Linked DNA regions of Dromaius novaehollandiae: region 2 is linked to region 1. Evidence: chromatin contacts called from public Hi-C data. All regions are on one chromosome and are shown on one strand. The core of a region is the stretch at or near the end of the contact, and the rest is flanking DNA. Distances in the headings are between cores, read along the strand shown.

The links. A called contact is a pair of places that touch in the nucleus more often than the background predicts.
Region 2: a Hi-C map of brain shows a contact between it and region 1, with 5 times the contacts expected there. The contact joins two enhancer-like sites. A contact is called at or near these places in 2 of 4 Hi-C or Micro-C datasets (brain and liver).

The regions. Positions count from the first base shown.
Region 1 is chr1:39,777,888-39,782,232 of bDroNov1.hap1, forward strand. All of the region lies in intron 9 of NAV3 (neuron navigator 3), which reads left to right. Among named protein-coding and RNA genes, the nearest start is that of SYT1, 320 kb to the right of the region's middle. Within about 2 kb of position 1,569, at least 2 of the 2 cell types and tissues checked have open chromatin away from gene starts, as enhancers often do.
Region 2 is chr1:39,848,330-39,852,118 of bDroNov1.hap1, forward strand. NAV3 (neuron navigator 3) reads left to right here. Exons shown (of 40, transcript XM_064509436.1): 17 at 1,027-1,515. Among named protein-coding and RNA genes, the nearest start is that of SYT1, 250 kb to the right of the region's middle. Within about 2 kb of position 2,127, at least 2 of the 2 cell types and tissues checked have open chromatin away from gene starts, as enhancers often do.

The DNA.
Region 1 (4,345 bases), core at 319-2,818:
GGGAAATACTGATTAAATGTAAGAAAAAATGTTTTCACCATGAGGGTGGTCAAACACTGGAGCAGGTTGCCCAAAGAGATTGTGGAATATCTCCTTGGAAATGTTCAAGACTTGGCTGGACAAGACCCAGAGCAACCTGATCTAACCACATCTGCTTTGAGCAGGAGACTGGACTCGATGGCCTCTAGAACTTCTTTCCAATCTAAATTATGTGATGATGCTGTGGTGACTAAAGTATCCACTCAGTAGAGGCAGAGAAAGGAAATATCAGTACAATAAACATATTACCAGGTACTAAAGTATTTCTGCTGTTGCCTTTCCCATATGGTGATTGAAACACGTTTATTACTGGGCCATACGTTCATGGGTGTATAGGAACCACACAGCTGTGGCAGATGGGAAGGAGGCTATTGCATGATTCTACCTCTGGAGGCACAGTGACATTCAATTCCAGCTGCCCAGTCGGGATGTTTGTATGCTGGCTTAGGGAAAAAAATTAAATTACTCTTCAAGGATCATAAAAACGCATCATCTGCAGTGATCGCTGAAGACGTATTTGTGTCCAGTGTTAATAATTAGAAGCTAATTCTGATTGATTGTGGAGTTAATTTGAAGTTTTCAGTGAAAGATGTTCTATCAGTTAGTTGTGTTTGTTAATAATAGATCGTTCTGCTAAACATATTGCAACTCTCTCTAAAAATGTGATGATTCAGTTATACTGCAGTGCTTCCTTGGTTTCCACTATTTACATTACTGTTGTGAAGTTAAAACAAAAATCACTACCAAAATTATGCAATGGTAGCTAGCAATAAAGATTGCCACGCACCAGTTCTGCTTGCAGCAAAAACAGTGTTTAGAAAAACACTCACATTTTCTTATCCTTGATTTACAAGCAATTGTGAAAGCAGAGTTTCCAGGGTAGAGTTTTGGGCTTGAGAGGTAGGAAGTGGGACAGTAAGAGGAGAGATCATTATAAATGCATACTTGATTAATGCTGAGTTAAAACAGTAGCCTTATAATTCAGTTGGTTGCTGTTTATTATCTGAAGTTATTCTTTTAAATTATCATTGTCAAAAAGTCGAGTGTGGCCTTGTGCCTTTGATTAAATAATCAATAAAATGTAGGATACAAGACCAAAAAGGATATTCTCAGTCTTGGCCAGTCTTCTGCTGTTGCAGGCAACTGTATAATCCCTTTCATAAACCAACCCAACTACATTTTAATCTAGTTATTCCCCAGTACTCCAATGGGAAGGTTCCCCCAGAATCTCACTCACCAATCTAACTCATTGTTAGAAACCATTTACAACCCACACGTTGAGATTGCATCCATTTATTATTTTGCTGGTATGGTCCTGTAACTTAAAAAGCTGTTTTCCCTCTTTTCAATTGCTCTGTCTAAATACATGAGGGAATAATCATATCCCCTTCCTTCTCTTTTGAGAGGCTAAACCAAATCATCTCTTTTGTTTCCTTTCCTAAGAGTTTCGTCTTCCCCACAATCACCCTAGTAGCCCTTTTCTGCAGCTGTTCCCAATTTAATTCGCGTCTTGAACACGGGCGATCAAACTGCTCACATTCCAGATGTGGTCCTGCCAGTCTCTTACAATGACGGTGATGCACGCTCAAGACAGCTGCACCTCAGAGAGCTGCTGGGAAAAAAGCAGCATATTCATCTGATACCTTTTGGAATGTCGAGTAATAACCAACAAATCTTTGATGTTATCTGTGGTTATTAAAGGTTCACTATTTCGTTAGAGACAGGATATTACTGACTGTGTTAAAGACATTTTTAAGTAGTCTTCCACATTCTGTTCTTAATTACTCTTGTGCAGGCTTATTTTAATCAAATTGAATGAGCTTTTGCAGGTGTGACTGAGAGCAGGATTTGTGCCATTAAGTGTGTTTTATGCTCTTACAAATAGGTAGTATATAACTCAGTGAGTTGGGGATAAATATATTCTCTGATTGCCATGATTAAAATAGAAAGCAGATTGTCCTGTTTTCATGACAGTTGCTTAAATTAACCTGCACTGCAGATGCACAGCGCTGTTAAAAATGTCAACAGGGGAGCTTTGACTGCGCTGAAATTCTCTGCACTTTCCTTCCTGTGAAGAGAGAGATGCGAGGATCGTAATTGTTTTCAGAGGCAGTGGGTTATGAATGGACAGAGGGCCATTCACTAAGGCCAATATGTAAGGTTAATGAGAAAATCCCTTAATTTTCTGTGTCCTTGCCTGCAGCTTAATCTGTGCCATAGTCCTGGAGAGATCACTTGACTCATTCATAGGATTAATACGGCCCACAGAAAAAAGCAAAAGCAGGAGTATAGGGAAAGACAAATCTCACAATATGACTTTCCTCTTTTTCTTGAACTAAAATGGTTTAGCTAAGCAGCAAGGCATCTGCATGCTTGGTCCGATGGATCGTGTCCTGTGGCAGGCTTAGCACAAAGCAGCCCTGTGTTTTAGGCACTCGATCTATATCAGGTCCTCCTTGCTCCCCAAGGGCTGGGGCACCTCTGCAGTTTTGCCTGGAGATCTTTTACCCCTAGACTATTCCCAGCCCATCCAGGCTAAGATGGACTCTGGAAAAAAAGAGCGGGGCCTTGGCCCCAGGCACCGAAGGGCAGGGCTCCTGCCACCGGCAGCCCCCTGGAGACCTGGTAGGAGAGGGGCTGTCCATGAGGGCCCATCGCCATGGTCATCCTGAGGGAAGCTCCAGTGAGGTGGCCCGAGGGCTGATGGGGCTCTGTCAGCTCTTTCAGGCCTCCCTCAGCTTCCTCCCCGCTCCAGAGCAAGTGCCTTTTGGCCCATCACTTCCAGAGTAAATAACCATTTTCTCAAGTACTCTGCCGTAAGCAGAGCTCACGCTGCTGCAACATCCATAATCTTCTATGGACTTTCTGTTGTTGCCCCTAATAGTTAGAATCATGGATATTTTCCCCAAATTAAACAGAAAAGTGCTGAATGAAGTCGGTACAGCAATTTCTTTGTTTTTTGTTTTGATAGCAAATCAAATTTTTTTTATATTGTCTTTACACTTTTAAGTTTAAAGTAAGATAAAAGAGACATTTCACATTCTTAGACCTGTTATTACAGGCTGCCTGTAAATTTAAGAAAACACTATCACATTTATATTTGGTTTGTGTTTCCAAGGTTTTCTTTCCACGAATGAAATTAAACATTTTAAAATTATTAGCATTATATGATCATTATTATTCAGTATTTACTCTTTAAGGTTTAGATTCCAATGCCATCTTATGCCCAGGAAACTGGATTTTGTGCTGCAATTAACCGCACTCCTCAAGTTTACAAATTGGAATGGAAATTTTTACAAGTACCTCTTCTCACAGGGTTTTATCAACTTCCATTCCTGGCTATAGCTGCACCAAGTTTTTGAAAACGAAACGAAACACTGAGGAAAGGAAGAGGGTTGTAATTGGTATTTATTTGCCCTATCTCTAAAAGTTTCTGTTTGATCTTGGGCAAGCAGAGATGTGAATAAGTGAAAGCTCCTGTTCATGGTTACTCTAAGTAAACAGATTCACCCATCCTTTGTAATTTTATTTAAGTATTGTAAAAGCACTCCTCACTCCTTTGTACTGTTGTTCTTGTGAGGAGATCTAGTCCTTTTAAAGTAAGACCGTACATTCCCATACAGTCAGTGGAGAATTAGTTATTTGCCCCTCTTTATCGATTGTATTTACAATAGTCAAGGGCAGAGGGCAATTCAGATCATCCAAGTACTGTGTTTACCTTTCCCATTTGCTACATAACACATCAGTGCAGATGTTGGGTGTTGGCAACCAGCTGGGATCCAGACCACTTAATCCTTTTCTGATGATAGATGTGAACCAGATGTGATGATAGAACCAAATAAACAGGAATGGATTCTTTTTTTTTGGAAGATAGCATACTTCTAAGGCTTTTGATTGTTCAGGGAAGAGGTTGCATGCACCCTTCTGGCAGAACAGTTTCACAGTCGAGAATACGGTAGGGTCAGAAGGAGAGCAGGCGAAAAGGATCCCTTTCCATTTCTACGCAGAAGTGGTCTGATGTAAACTCCATATACATCTCATGGAGCAAGCAAGGAATACTTGAACTCTACCCACCTAGCTGAGTGCTCTTACTACAAGACTGAAATCAGCCTACTCTTTTCCAGTTCTCCGCTTAGCTTTTCCAGCGTAGCTCTGGCTCCAGCCCTTGTAGCTCGGTGGCCTGGGTTCAGTTAGGAGAGTGGAGACCACCTCATTTACCTATTGGCTAATAATTAGTGCCTGCTTATGGGATGTGATTTTGGGCCAACAGAGTTTGTCCTGGGCTGATCCAGCACTAAGTTTCAGC
Region 2 (3,789 bases), core at 877-3,376, 71 kb after region 1:
ACATCTTTCATCGGAGACATTAGCAAAAATAAATTTCAATTGGAAATGCCCTATTCCAGCGTTTCTGAAAATATAAATTACCATGCACGTTTAGATGAAGCACTTCCATCGTTGGAGAAAAGGCCAATAGTGCCCTCTTGTGTCTAGTCACCAAAACAGCGTCTCCAGTTACTGGCTGCTAAGGGAGTTGCTGTTGATTTTTATAGAGCTTGATAATAAGTAAAATGGATTCTTACATTATTGTCCATGCTTACTTTACACCACGATGAGTTTTGCATTTATTTTTATATTAATTTATGAGCTACACTTCAAGTGCAGCTTAAAATATTTCCAGTGAGAAATTAAGTCATTAAATGACCTTCAACAGTTTTAGAGGATTTGGGGTTTTTTTTTTTTCATCATTACTGTAGAAATTCTCTTCTTTAGAATTACTGGAAGGAAATATATGAAATACACATCTGTTTTGCTTGCCCTTGGAAACAAACTGAGCACATTTAGCTCTGGTGCAGTTTATTCTGTCTGACTAGTTGCTACATGACTGATGACCACATGACCATCTGTGCAAAAGAGCAACGAGAGGAAAATTTTACACAAATACTCAGACATTTGATAAACTATGAAGGATGCCCTTTCTAAAATGTTTATTGCCATCATTTTAGCTCATTTGGGAAGTGAGGAGTTTAAAAGCTAATGGCGGTAGGAATGCTTAACTCCCAAATCTGGGTGAAAGCGTAATCTGTTTATGCAATAATAAGACAAAAATGTGCTTATTTTAACTCTCTCTGGGAAGGTCTGTGTGTGAAAAGAACATATCTGAATAGGAGTGAATGAGAGCTGTTGCTAATGAAACAAGCCTGGATTATTGTGATATGGTTAAGTGAATTTAATGTTGAGATGCAATTGATGAACTAGGTAGGCATGATTTTAGTAGCCGTAATTAAATGTGTAGTTTGGCTCTTAGGATGTTACGCCATGAATGTTTAATGTGGCTATCAGTTTCTCTAAAGCTATTTGTTTTACATTTAGGTTGTTTGGTGCCAAGGCAAGTGGTAAAGCTGCCTCTGCACCCAGTACTGAAGGTGTGAAACCCACATCGGCAATGCCCAGCCCTAGTACCACATTGGCACGGCAAGGCAGCCTGGAATCTCCATCCTCGGGTACAGGCAGCATGGGCAGTGCAGGTGGGCAAAGTGGTAGCAGCAGCCCCCTCTTCAGTAAACCTTCGGACTTAAATGCAGATGTTGTAAGCTTAAGTCACTCCTTGGCTTCCAGTCCCGCCTCAGTGCACTCTTTCACATCAGGTGGTCTTGTGTGGGCTGCAAACCTGAGCAGCTCTTCAGCTGGCAGTAAGGACACACCAAGTTACCAGTCCATGACTAGCCTTCACACCAGTTCCGAGTCCATTGACCTTCCTCTGAGCCATCATGGCTCTCTCTCTGGACTGACAACAAGCACTCAGGAGGTTCAGAGCCTGCTCATGAGGACTGGAAGCGTCAGATCTACTCTTTCGGAAAGGTGAGCTTACCTATAGATACAGTGACCACAAAACCAGTGAGAGGCAAAAGAACAGGAACAAAAAAAAAAAAAAAAAAAAAAAAGGAAAAGAAAAAGAAAAAGAAAAAACGTTCACCTATTTTGCTAAAGGGACACTGTTTAATCAGCAGCTTAGTCCTTTATTTAAAAGTAAAGGAAGGAAGAAAATAGAACTGAAAGTAAACTCAGGCATTGGACATGGGATCAACTGCCTTTTAAGATTTTACAAGCACATTTTTCTATCTTGAGAAGGTTTTTTTTCTTCCCTTGTTCTGGAGAAGAGCCACAGGAAAGAGAGAATTGCCTAACTAAGGGCACATCTAAATGGCCACAAAATGACACCTGCATGCTAGCCCTCTACCTTCTCTCCCGACAGTTGATGGCTCTAAGCTGTATCATTGCCTTCTTGATAATGAATTTGCTCAAGAAGTGGGAGCACCCCAGTTTTCTTCCCACTACCAAAAGCGCAGGCAGAGCTAGCGGGCCCCTGCCTTCAGCTGAACCTATAGTCTTGCCCTAAAATACGCAGTCCTGTCACATTGTTTCTTATACGGTAGCTGTTCCAGAGCTCCTCACTAAAATGCAGCCTCACTTCACGGGAGGCAGTTTACAAGGTGAGAACCTCACAGTCCTGGCAAGTGTCACAGACAGGCAAAAGCAAGAAAGGCTTTTCCCCCGTTTGTTCTGTTAAAGTACTTGTTTACCTGCAGATGTTTTACTACTTAAATTATATTTTAAAGTGGCACAGCCACCCTGAGAGAAGGCACTGTTGTACCAAAATTTTTTTTTGTGAAATATTTATTTGACTTTTGTAAGGGAGAAACAATAAACTTTGCTAGGCAGTAAGTAACTTTCATTTCCTGTGAAAATCTTCAAGATTCAAGAAGGAATTCTTATCTCACATAGGGACCAAAAAGTAAGTATTGAATTTTTACATTAGCCATTGATCCTGCTCCCCCCAAATTATACTGAGTCAGTCAGAAATACTTTAAACATTTTAGGACTAAACTTAATTGTTTAGAAAAAACACAAATATTTAAAACAAATTTTTTTTATATATACATGTGAAAAATTTACAGTGTTAACAACTTTTTCCCTTTCATATAAAACTGGAGATTATTCACTACCAGTCCTTTCCATTGAGTGATTTCACTTTCAGTGAATCAGCATTTAGCAAAACAAACCTAAACAATTCTTGGTCAAATCTAGATGGAAACTCTCCACACATTTCATTATGTTTGTTATGCAGCATTCATGGGTATTGCTATATCAGTTAAAAATCACACTTCTAACTAACATACTTACAACACTATAAAATGTATGTGTGTATGAGTCTAATGTATAATAACAACAGTAGTTAAAAATACACTGATACATGAGTGATTTTTAATTTGCACTGTCTCTTTAATATTTATATAGTAATTTGCATCATGTACCATCAACTGAATAGAACAATATTTCTTGGAAAGCTAATTGTTAATATTTAGTTTATGGGAACCTCCACTAATTTTTACTATTGCATATAGGAATGGTGAGGTCAATAAGATGATGTGGAAGGATGTTGAATTTATGCCAAAGATCATATTTATGCAGAGGATGTTAAACATCACATTTAAAATGTTAATAGCTTGGCATAAGCTCCTGAGCAACCCCCACTACTAATACTTCATGTATTTGTTCAGTGACTTAATTTCAGTGGTTCCAAATACTTTGCCTTTGGCAACATTTTTAACTTTCAGATTTGTCCATGTGGGGATATTATGATTGAGTCCAGAGAGAGGCATTTATCATGTTGATCTGGCCTCAAAACAAATACATGTATCTAGAGAAAACGGTGTCATTCCTTGAATTATAGCTCCAATAGGGTTTTTGCAGTTTGATTTTTCCAAAAGGTCTGCTACAAGTGCTGTGTTATTTCTAAATTGTTTTATGCAGCAAAACCTCCAAGTAGTAAAGTATTTTTTCACAATAGAAGTATTGTTTTGCTGTGTTAAGAGACAGATATGTTTGGCAAAAGATTTTGTCCTTTTTTTCCTGTGTAAACCATAGTGGAGGCATTCAGATTATATTTTATATGCCTCGGCAAAGCTAGATGTAGTCTGGCGAGACATAAGAAATTATCTGCAAAGAGGCTCACTCTTTTTCTTCACTTACTCTAGGGCTTGCACAAGACTGAATGATCTGTCTGTATAGTGATATATATTAATATAATTTAGGGACAACATCAGACAGACCAAAGTGCAAAATAAGATAAAA